2 separate regions of the Mus musculus genome follow, and region 2 is linked to region 1. A link is a contact called in public Hi-C data. All regions are on one chromosome and are shown on one strand. Each heading gives the region's core, a stretch centred on a gene start, on an enhancer-like site or on the middle of the called end of the contact. The rest is flanking DNA. Distances are from core to core; before and after follow the strand shown. Region 1 overlaps Enpp1 (ectonucleotide pyrophosphatase/phosphodiesterase 1). Region 2 holds the start of Enpp1 (ectonucleotide pyrophosphatase/phosphodiesterase 1).

Region 1 (6,129 bases), core at 2,374-4,873:
TGTGTTTGTGCTGTTTCCTTGGCGACCAGGGTTATGCCTATGTGACATTTTATAACAGTCAGTTATTGAAAGGGCAGTTGATGGATAAAGCAAGCGCAGAAATGAGCAGAAAAATGATAGTGCCAGGGCTGGAGAGATGGCTTAGTGGTTAAGAGCACTGACTGCTCTTCTGAAGGTCCTTAGTTCAAATCCCAGCAACCACATGGTGGCTCACAACCATCCGTAATGAGATCTGATGCCCTCTTCTGGGGTGTCTGAAGACAGCTACAGTGTACTTACATATAATAAATAAATAAATCTTTGGGCTGGAGCTAGCGGGGCCGGAGAGAGAAAAGTGTCTGAAGACAGCTACGGTGTACTTACATATAATAAAATAAATCCTTTAAAAAAATGATAGTACTGGAATCAAATTCAAACAAATATAGATAGAGTTGTGGAGGGCATAGCTTATGTGAGACTGTTGACATTACCACAGTTTGGATGAAGACAGGAAGGCGGAGGAATGGCGTGAGGGCTGCCGCATGGGCTTATATGAGGAGTGTGCTTGTGCCCATAAGACTGGGGAACCCCAGGAGTGAGGGATCACAGTGGGATAGCACTGTGCACTGAGGAAGCAAAAGGACTCTTCACAGCACAGAAGCGATCTTTATTTCGTATTGTAAGTTATGCAAAGGATGGGCAGGGAGCACACACATAGGTCTGAACTGCTCAGATGAATTCTACAAAGCAGACTTTAGTTCTCTACTGCTTAGTGTTTGCGCTACAGTGTGTGAAATACAGATGAGTACTTCTGCCAGCTTATCCTCTATACGGATAATTTACAGCAAAAGGGATTTTGATGTTTTGAAAAGATGCATGCTCATTCCTTTCTGTGGCATCACATATCTCTGTCACCGTATGGACAGTACCAGAGAATTTCATCAGTACCTTTTCTGATACTTTATTCTGTTCATTTGTCCTCAGGTAGTTGCTATTCATGTCTTCCTCTGATAAGTCTCCGTTTTTTATGGATATACTAATAGTTATACCAGGCATATGCAAGACTACATATATACAAATACAAGATATACAAGTATATACAAGTATGTTCAGTACCTCAGTGGATACCTGGAACTGGGGTAGTACTGGGCTTTATATTTATATCATCTATATATTTATATTTATATCTATCTATGTATCATCTGTATACCAGTCTATCTCTATATCTTATATTTTTTCTCTATTCATCTACCTAATAAAGCCAAACTTAAAAAGTAGACACATATTTACATTAAAACTAATAAAATAACATCAAAACAATAATGAAACAGCCATAACAATATAATGTCATAAAAGTTATGGGAATTTGATTCTTCTCAAGGTATCTACTTGTACCGTCCTCGTCTTGCTTGTGATGAGATAAAGCAAGGTGGGTAGAGGAGGCTCTGGGACATGGCCTTAGGCTGCTATCGTGGGTTCCCTGAATGCAAGCACTACAGTACTATGTCAGGGTATCTGAAAGCCCTGGATACTCATAAAACTGACAGTGCATACAGCATAGATACATTAAAAAATGGTGTATGTCTAGAGAGAGACAGCACAATGACACATTCTATGACTATTTAAAATATTGTACGATTTAAAAAATAATTATTTCCGCAATTCTCCTTTTAATATTTTCTGATGATGGTTGGCTGTGGGTAACTAATTGGAAAGTGAAGGCACAGATAAAGGGAGACTGCTGTGTCTATGTTTAGGGTTTTTTGTCTTCACCGTCCCTCGCACGCTCCGGAGCTTGCTCTTGGAGGTAGCACTTACACTTCCCTTAGTCCCAAAGCACTTTTGCTTACAGTCCTTTCTCTGTGAATGCTGAAGTGCCCTGTGAGCTGACATTCTAGGGTGCTTTGAAGGAAATGCCAACTTGGAAAAGGTGGGCGCACGCAGTGGGGGGGGGGTGTTGTTCTGTGGATTATTTTCCTCCTTTGTCTTCTGACCCTCAAAACTTGTTGTTGACCTTAGGGGTTCCAAGCTCAGTCATTTTAAATATTAAAGGCAGGAATCACGGGGAGGGAGAAGGTGAGAAAACAGAAACCCTGGAAGGATCCTGAGAGATTGGTACAGTCCAGCTCTCTGCTTTTACAGATGAATAAGCAGATGCTTAGACCTTATGAACCCCTTCAGCTCATACTACCAGCTCATGGCAGTGCTGTGGCCCAGTGGTCATTCCCATGCCCATGCATGGCACATCTGAGGGTGCTGTTCTGGGTTTAGGTTTGTGAGGTCACGGCTAGCACGTTCCTAGATGGCAGTAAGAAGTGGAGTCTCAATAGATTTCCTTCTTTTAAGGATTACAACTTTCTTCTGGCTAATTCCTTTGTGTGAGCCAAGTGTTACATTATCTTTGGATGATTTAGAAAGTTGCTGTCTGACGTTTATCACCATCTCCAGAACAGGACATAAATCACAAGTATGTGGTCTGAAATGTTTAAAAAATGAGCCTGTCCCTGTGATCAGCTGCCACATCTGGAAACACTGCAAAGTCAGAGACATGGAAAGGGATGAAGTTGGGGGAATAGGAGGATGTCAGAAGGCTCTAACAGTCTTTTTCTCTCCTTACAGGTTTTGTCAGTATGTGTGCTAACAACAATTCTTGGTTGTATATTTGGGTTGAAACCAAGCTGCGCCAAAGAAGGTAATTAATGTTGTGGGGTTCTGTGTGTCTGTGCCTGTGGATGCATGTGTGCCTATGTGCATCTCTGTGTGTATGTGTCTCTGTGTGTTTCTCTGTGTTTGCATATGTGTATGATTACATCTATATGTATATGTGCATGTGTGTGTGTGTGTGTGTGTGTGTGTGTGTATTTGGCATTATGATATGATTGAGACAACTGTAATCTTCAAGTCCTGTGCATACTCCACAGATGTTGAAATTTTCATAAGTTTGATGCTGGTTTAAGCACTCTTCCTAAAGTCCTATCTTATTTTGGCCATACAAAGGGTCTTTTTTGCTTACAAATTTTTATATTAAAATGTGGAGTAGAGTCTGTGACCAAAAAACAACTCTCCACCCCTAAAGAAAAACCACGAAGACATGACCAGAGGTTCCTCCAAAGCCCCAAGTAGTTGGTTGCTAAAGCAGCTCTGGAGGTTACTAGGAGACCAGTTAGCATCCCTAAGTGACAGAGTCTCAAGAGAGTTTTTAAGATATTTCTGCCATTGCTAATTTCAAAGTAGTAATGAACTCATCACACTTCTAATTGTGTTTTCCTAGTATCAAGAACAGGCTCTATATAACACCAAAAAAAACACCATATAGGTAATGAAAGCAAACCACAGGCAATTTCTGTGGTCATTCTTTTGATTCGGTAATGTCTCCCCCCGTATCCCATATGGTAGGGTTGAATTGCATACATTTTTGTCCTGTTCAACTATCCTGCTATTATAATATTACTCGTCTAAATGTTTAGTGATTGTTTGAAATATGCCAATTTTACCTGTCTGGTTAGTATACCCTAGAGCAGATATACTCAAGCTTAATACAAATGAAAAGGTGGGCTTTTGTGTTACCTAATCTGAGCTCAGGGTAGCGTAGCATGCACTGTTTTAACAGTTGTCAGATGCATATGACGCAACAGCAGTTACTGCGATTCCACGCTCCGCCCCCTTCTTCAGGTAGATCTAGGAAAGTCAGTTTCCTCACTTTAGTTTCTCCTTGTAGAATGTCCTGGTTTCCAAGCGCCAGATGTGAGTTACACTCCACAGTGGTGGCATCTTGACTCAGGTGTGCCTTAGCTCGTGTATGCGTTGTAATTTTGTGATTGACACCACCTGACTTATTCATCATTTTCAGTAAAAAGTTGCAAAGGCCGCTGCTTTGAAAGGACGTTCAGCAACTGTCGCTGTGATGCTGCCTGTGTCAGCCTTGGGAACTGCTGTCTGGATTTCCAGGAGACCTGTGTGGAACCAAGTAAGTGTGGTGGGAGAAGGGGCGGGGTTACAGGGAGGGGTGGAGTCACGAAAAGGGGTGGAGTCACGGAGGTCAGGAAAAGATCTCCCGGAAGCTGTGCATCTTTCTGTCTGTGGTTGGATTAACTCAATGATTTTTCTTTTTAGACGCCATTCATTCATTCGTTCGTTCGTTCGTTCGTTCGTTCTTCGTTCTTCGTTCGCTCATTTGTTTATTGAAACAAGGTTTCTCCTTGTAGTTCTGGAACTTGCTATATAGACCAGGCTAGACTTTAACTCACAGAGATTCACCTGCCTCTGCCCAGAGTACAGAGCTCAAAAGCTTATCTCCAACATACCCAACTTCGTTTTCCCAATTATAAACATTATAATTGGGAAAAAGTTTAAAGACACTTGCAGGGTATTATAATTCTAACACTTCTGGATGTTTTAGCAAAGTGAGATTATGAATTTAAAGAATGCTGCTTTGCTGAGCTTTGATGCTGCAGATATTGCTGACAAAATTATTCATGGCCTGAGGTTGGTATTTCCATCTTGGTCAAGCTTCAAGAATGGCATATATGGCTTGATCATGATAGTCCTTCTTGTCCTGGGAATACTTTTATTCTTGACCATTGTGATAAAACTTGCCTTTAACAACAGCAATATGTTGGTGGCCAAAATACATGGCTTGAAACTAAAAATGAACCTCCAGAGTTATTAATTTAACAGGCTGGCAGTCAAAGATGGTAAGTTCTGCACAGAGCCTAAGACAGAAGTGCATTGCTTTTGATAATGCATATTCCACAACGGGATTCTTGTCAGAACAACCCAAGACAGACACAGTCTTGTTTATGAAATAAAAAAGGGGGATATATTGAGAGGTTTTTGGAGTCACTTGGCAGGAATTTGACACTGGGCCGTGACAAGGAAGTAAGCTCAGGCAGGAATCTGATTTTTGGGGTAGAACAAAGAAGTAGGCTTCAGGCAAGAATATGACTTTAGGCTAGGACAGGGAAGTAGGCTCAGATATCTTGGTCATCCTGATAAGCCCTTAGAAACAGCAATCACGGGAGTGGTCAGGGGACTTTGTTTATTGCCTTGCTTGTTCCTTGATTATTTGTATCTATTGTCTTGCTTGTTCATCAACCTAGAACTGCCCCTATTATATGCATGTAATTAAAAGCATACCATTACATGTAATTACATGCATGGTATAAAATCAGATTGGGAAAAAAAATAAACCTGCCTCAGCCTCAGAACTGGATGGGGTCATGTTACAGAATAATAAATAAATAAATAAATAAATAAATAAATAAATAAATAAATAAATAAAACAATTGAAACTAAAAATTGAGATAGAAGTAAAAATTTAGGGATTTTTTTTGGGGGGGGTTTGGCTGGGTTTTTTTTTATTTTGTGTTGTTTTTGACACAAGACTCTTGTTCTATAGCCTTGGCTGGCCTCCAAGTTGCCATTCTCCTGCATTCTCCTAGTTGTTTACTAGCATGCATAGTTCTAGATTTAACTTTGGGAACCCTGAAAATGGCTGCTGGAATGAGCAAGGGTTTTCTTATGTTTGTACAATAATGATGATGTGCCCCAGTTTAAAAACAATGAAATCCCAGGTTTCTAGTGAAATATTACTGCTAGGTGCCTGCGTGTTTGCCATCTGTTAGCTCAGAAAGGCTGGGCGGAAGCAGAATCTCAGGGGTCAGTTATAAAATGAGTGATCATCTCTTATCCTCTTGTCCAAAATGGTGTTGATTTTTACAGATGTGTTGAACTTGAATCATAAGTATCTGTTTGTTTGTTTGATGCTGGTTTCTAGCACATATATGGACTTGCAACAAATTCAGGTGCGGTGAGAAGAGGCTGTCCAGGTTCGTGTGCTCCTGTGCAGACGACTGCAAAACCCACAATGACTGTTGCATCAACTACAGTTCTGTGTGCCAAGGTCAGTTTCCCTACCCTGGGCCCTCCTGGAGCCTGGGCATCTGCCTTGGGGAGGTTTTGCATCGGCACCGTCTTTTCTCAGAGCAGCTGTATTCCATGTCATCACAGTAGCAGATATGTTAATGGGCCAGTTATGGAATGGCTTTGATGTGTACATGAACCAAGGACACGTGATGTCATCCAGCTGAACGATAGTTACTATCTGTATGTGGCTGACCTTATTTTACCTGAAGCCAATTTTCTATTAGT
Region 2 (5,872 bases), core at 1,804-4,303, 34 kb before region 1:
ACTAGGAATATGTTCAAAGCCACCCAACCTTCGCTGCCGAGGGTTGTATTAAAAATAAAAGAAAGAAAAATGAGGATGGTGTACAAAATTTTAAAAATAAACAAAAGTCAAGATGTTATTTTTTTCCTGGGCCTCATACAGATGAGAGCCCTCTGTGGCTTTTTCCTTTTAGACCTATCTTGATGTTTTCAGTGTTTGATTGGCCAAGAGGTCAGAGCTGGAGAATGTAGCAGCTGCTGCTAAACTCATCAGTTGAAAAGCAAGGGATGTTTCTCAGCTTTGAGGTGGCAAAGTTCCAGTGCAGAGGGACTGGTTTGGTTTGGTGTTTTGGCCTTAGCAACATCTATCATTTCAGGTACCAAAATGGGCAAATTTAAATATTTACGAGTTTTAAAGAATTAAAAATCTTTTCCATTCTTAGAGGACCATCTCTGCTATTGTGCTAAGTTGAGTCCTTAGCCCCAGAAGCCGATGATTTGGACCTAGAGACCAAACACTGAAATTTCACATTTGGTTTACTTGGAAAAGCCATGTTGATTTTTTTTGTTTTGTTTTGTTTTTTTAAAGATTTATTTATTTATTATATGTAAGTAAGTACACTGTAGCTGTCTTCAGACACACCAGAAGAGGGCATCTGATCTCTTTACAGATGGTTGTGAGCCACCATGTGGTTGCTGGGATTTGAACTCCGGACCGCTGGGAGAGCAGTCAGTGCTCTTAACCACTGAGCCATCTCTCCAGACCCACGTTGATGTTTTGTGTGCCATGATCTTATTATACTTTGGAATAAGATGCCTCGGCCCTGAGAACTCAGAGTAAACAAGACTGAGGCAAGACTTTATCAAAGGCTGTGTAATGTGTGTGGGTAAACAACCTGAACGGCGTGCTGGACACGGTTGTACTCTTCTGATTTTAGAAGTTTAATTAGGTTTTCATAACTACCTATAAAACCCCATGGTGCAGGCTAGGCATCAACACAGGGCAGAAGCCACATCCTGGTGGCCTGTTTCCCAGGTCCACCCTGCAGATGGGCTACATTGTGTTTGGTTTCAAAAGTGTTTAAAGACTCTGTGTGTGTGTGTGTGTGTGTATGTACAAGATTTCTAGAAAACTCACAAAAAGATTTAAATTTCCTTCTTGTTTTTAAAAACTCTGAGTCTCCACCTTAGACATATAATCCTTGGCAACTGTTGCTAAGAGGCCAACTTGCTCTCTTTCTGTCTTGTCTACAGAGGGCTGTATCAGTCTTTAATGCTTCCTGGCTGTCCTCAGCTGCTTGAGACATTGTAACCTTGCAGACAGCATTGGCTTTTCCAATGAGGACAGTAGAAACGTCATTAATTGCTTTGGGTTGCTGACAATACACTTATTCGATTTTTCTTTTACACTCAAGGCCGCTTTGGAAACTGTCTGTTGAGCGCTTTTAGAAAATTTGACGTGTATTTGGCCAGTTTCAGTGGAGTAAAACTTTGGCCTTCCATCTGGTTTATGGAAACATTCAAATAATAAAAAAAAAAAAACAACCCAGAACCAAGTTTGGGGTAAAAAGTATGTTTGAGTATGAAATGGTGGACCTGTTTCTAGTGGGTGGTTTGTAATGTAGTGATAATAATAAAAAATAAACTAAAGATTGCTTTTGAGGGTGGCCTTTTCTCCTGCTGTCACTCATTGGTCCTACTGTGTGGCTTGGGTATCTATATGCAGACCCTTCTCTCTACGGTTTAATCCTACTCTAGCCCCTTGCTGACTCACCCCATACTATATATACATATATGCATATATATGAAAATGTTCACATTTTAATACATATGGCATTCAAAATGTTGATTCATTATTAAATGTCTGAATGAATGAAGTCAGAACAAATTGAAAGTGTTCACATTGTTTTAATTTATTTTTACCTCTCTTTATCTCTCTGTGTGTGTGTCTCTCTCTCTCTGTATGTCTGTGTTCCGGTTTGTATCTGCACACATGCATGAAAGTGGAAGTCAGAACTACCAATGGTTGTCATTCGTCTGAAGCCCAGCTCACCTTTTTCTGGGACCCTTTCTTATTAGCCTTGAACTTAGCAAATAGGCTAGGCTGGCTGGCTGGCCATCCCTGGGATCCATATGCCTTTGCCTCCTACTTTGGGATTACAAGCTCAGGCTACAGGGTTTTTGGAGTCTGGGATTTGCCCTTAGAATCTCATGCTTGCGAATACCAGAACTTTACCTGTTGATTGCCCTCCCCAGTCCGTGCTGACAGTTTGAGAGGGGACAAACCCAATTTACACCCGTTAAACTTCAAAAGTGAATGTGATATAATGTGATGTATATAAACAAAGCAGGTAAGGGATGTCTTGTTAATTTGTGATTTTTCTTAGTCACTGTGTTCAGTCACATTGCTTCTGCTTTTGGGTTCTGGGAGGTGTGGTTTTGCTGATGGGAAGGAGTGTAAAGCTGAAGAATCAAAGGTGAAACAAATCCCATCAAGAATTAAAGCCTACTGCTCACGTTCTGTTTTAAAAATAAGCTCATCACATAGAGTTAGAGTCTTGATTCTGCTCATCAATTAAAGTGCTGACTTCGGAGAAGCAAGACACAGACACCCGGAAGCCTCCGGAAGTCTAAAATAGCTAATATGTAAATATAATAGGATAGCAACCCCGGACGCCACACATCCCATATGTGTGTTTGTGCAAACCCATCAGTGTTGTGTAAACCCCGTGCCCCACGTTTAGCAGCTCCAGGTAGAGAATTTTCGTTTGCACTTGTGGGAGAAAAAGAAAGTCACCTCCCCACGCGCTCGTTTGCATTTCCCTGGTCAAAGCAGGTCTGCTCCCGGCCACCGGTGTCCGGCCTTTGAGACCTCGGGGGTCGCTGCATCCTCTCACTTTTGGGGCTCCAAGATCTCACACTCTTTGCAGACCACACAGCGATTCCAGTCCAGTCCTCGTTGGGCTACGCGGGGGGATTCCGCAAGGGTTCGTAGGGTGCCACGATCGCGGGCGGGGACAGGGTTTGGGGTGGAAGTTAAAGACACGCCCACGTCAGGGACCCAAAATAGCCCACGCGCCCAGGGCCCGAAATCAGACAGGAAGCCAAATACCCGGGGCGTTGAGCGGCTCGGGCCGGAGCGCTGGCCGAGGGCTGGGAGCCAAGGGTCTGGCGGGGGCGGCGCGGGGCGGGGCGGGGCTGCGAGCCTATTAAAGCTCGGCCCGCGGGGGCAGAGCGGGGCGATGGAGCGCGACGGCGACCAGGCAGGGCACGGGCCCCGGCACGGGTCAGCGGGAAACGGTCGCGAGCTCGAGTCACCAGCCGCGGCTTCGCTGCTCGCGCCCATGGACCTAGGAGAGGAGCCGCTGGAGAAGGCGGAGCGTGCCCGCCCTGCCAAAGACCCCAACACCTACAAAGTGCTGTCGCTGGTAGGTCGGTGCTTGCCGCGACCCGACACCCGGGAGGGGCGAGAGCGAGCAGGTCGGCACCCGGCATGGGAGAGCGTGGGCGCCTCCTGCGCCGGCACCGGGTGACCTGCAGGGTCCTTACCCCTCTCCCAGCAGGAGCAGGCTGCTAAAATAGTCACCTTGACATACCGTCCTCTTCCCCCAGAGAATACAGGACATTTGGAGGCGGAAACAAAAAATCGGCTAGTCTTAGGATAGCGCAGCGATGTTTGTAGTCTTTTAGGTGGCGTAGGTCAGGGTACAGGTGGTGCTCGTGGCTTTAGGTGAATTTATTGCAGTTGAAAGATTTATCACAGCTTTTGAAAGTATCGGGAACTTTAGAAAACACCCATGCTTGGCTCTGTAGTGGTATTTCCAGACAGTTATTTAGAAGCCCCATTGACGTTCATGTTTATGTGACTGGGAAGAGGCCCGGGATTCATTGCCCACTCTTTGAACCACAGACAGCGCTGTTTGTGTGTTGCCCGGAGGCACAGTTGCCTGCTATATCCCTCTGCTCTTCTGTTAGACCAGTTGTAGCATCCACAACCAACTTCTGGAAACAGGACGCCGATTTTCACTCGGGATCTTCCTTGGGTCAGAAAGGCTGAGTCCTGTGTGGTGGTTCTAAGTATTGGTGGGGACTTCCATTATTCTTCTCAAGCTCCGCTGTGTTGTGTTAAAATGAGAGCGCATAGCATAGTTTCAATGGGACTGACTGCGGGAAATAAATTCAGAACTGAAGGAGGAGGTAGTTAGTTATTTTATAGTACGTGCAAACCACAGCTTTCTGTGACTAGCACACCCTAAAACATATTCTTACACATTCTGGCTTGAGCGCTGTTTTGTGGAAAAATCTTTCCGATGTTTAAAGTCTCCTTTTGACATCATTTCCATTTCCACTGTTCTTAGGTTCTATGCAGACACCGTAGCACTTTGAGAACCAGAATCCCGAGACTTAAGGGATGGTGTCATATCCTTAGTTTTTTAAAAATAAGTCTGAGGTTCAAAGAAGTCTCCCAAACCGCAGGCGGCTGTCTCCCAGGATATAATTTTGTATCGTATGTCACTCATATGATATTGATGGGCATTTAGTGAGTTTGAGTCTAGTAAGACTTTTTGTTGTATGTTTTTTAATGGAAGATCGCAATTGTTACAGGACTACTTAAATTATTGAGTTTCAGTACTCTTACCTACTGTGAGATACTCAATGAAGACACACTGAATGTTTATGAAATTGTAAGGCATATTTATAAACTTACTATAAGTCATTGAAGGGTTTCCAGTTATTGAATTCAGTTTTACTCATTTGCATACAGGCCCACAATAGATGTCAGCACAGGTCCACCTGTAGATCACAGAGTTTTCACTCTGACACCTGCGGTCGCTTGGTTGGCCAGTATTCCAGCATTACAAACGGCTCTGATGGCACACTTCAGAAATTGCTGCATGCCCTAGAATCTCCTCAAACAGATCAACTATGAATATTTGGTATATTTGGTTACGGCATATTTTATGAATTAGAACAAATTCTTGTCTCAGATAATTTTTAGATATTTATATATTTTTAGTTTATGTGTGTGACTGTTTAGCATATATGTGTGAATATATTACATATATAATTTATATAAATATATATTATACACACACACACACACATATATATAAATATCCCCCACTCCAGCTGTCCAATGTTCTCAACAGAGGCCCAGAGTAATGTAATAGTTCCTCCAATTCCATTGTATGTATGCACACACATGAACACGCACACACATATATACATATGTATATACATATATGTATACATGTGTGTATGTTTGTATACCTTGTGTGTGTGTGCCTGGTACCCACAGAGGCCAGAAGAGGATGTTGGATTCCTTGGAACTGTAGTTTACAGATGGTTGTGAGCCACTATGTGGGTGCTGGGGACTGAACCTGGGTCCTCTGTAGGAGCAACAAGGTACTTACCTGTTGTGCCATCTCTCCAGCTGCAGCTTTATGTCTTTTGATGGACTCCAGAGAGGCATAAAATATAAGCCGCTTCTCACTGGAGCTCTTAGTTCAGGACTCAGCTGGAAGTGAAACCTATTTTTTCTCTTTTCCTCCTCTACTTTAATAACCCTCTATCAGAAGCCCTCAAAGGAATTTGACGACTGTCATCAAAGAGCTCTGGGACATGTTTTCGAGAGACAGCCTTAATTATTGGATTTATCTTGTTTCTTTTTTCAGATTAAGCATCAGCACATTTTGTATGAAGTTGAAGAATCAGGTTGGACTAATTGCATCCTGGGGTTAGGATCAGGGAGGCCCCCCACTCCCTGGCCACAGGATTCTAATCGGACAGGATAATCACAGGGCTGCTTGCAGGGGGAGGATGAAGTAGTGATGATACGATCGTGTGCTTTTCTTAGATTTTCTCTAATTAGTGAAAAGAATGTAGTTACATCA

The links. Hi-C and Micro-C count contacts between places; a contact is called where the count stands out from the background.
Region 2: a Hi-C map of olfactory sensory neurons shows a contact between it and region 1, with 2.2 times the contacts expected there. The contact joins the promoter of Enpp1 here to the enhancer-like site in region 1. A contact is called at or near these places in 7 of 39 promoter capture datasets (the 3T3-L1 cell line, 3T3-L1-derived adipocytes, hematopoietic stem and progenitor cells and 3 more), 1 of 15 datasets of contacts at CTCF or cohesin (the NIH/3T3 cell line), 8 of 484 Hi-C or Micro-C datasets (the G1E-ER4 cell line, embryonic fibroblasts, embryonic stem cells and 3 more), 5 of 115 datasets of contacts at active chromatin or transcription factors (cardiomyocytes, embryonic stem cells and neural progenitor cells) and 2 of 9 other capture datasets (adipose tissue and embryonic stem cells).

Annotation. Positions count from the first base shown.
Region 1 is chr10:24,675,730-24,681,858 of GRCm38.p6, reverse strand. Enpp1 (ectonucleotide pyrophosphatase/phosphodiesterase 1) reads left to right here. Exons shown (of 25, transcript NM_008813.4): 2 at 2,599-2,671; 3 at 3,830-3,946; 4 at 5,756-5,881. Among named protein-coding and RNA genes, the nearest start is that of Enpp1, 33 kb to the left of the region's middle. Within about 2 kb of position 3,623, at least 3 of the 459 cell types and tissues checked have an H3K27ac peak or open chromatin away from gene starts, as enhancers often do. A contact at or near this core is called in olfactory sensory neurons, where this site is marked.
Region 2 is chr10:24,709,340-24,715,211 of GRCm38.p6, reverse strand. It overlaps Enpp1 (ectonucleotide pyrophosphatase/phosphodiesterase 1), which reads left to right and starts at 3,053. Exons shown (of 25, transcript NM_008813.4): 1 at 3,053-3,406. The coding sequence starts at 3,221.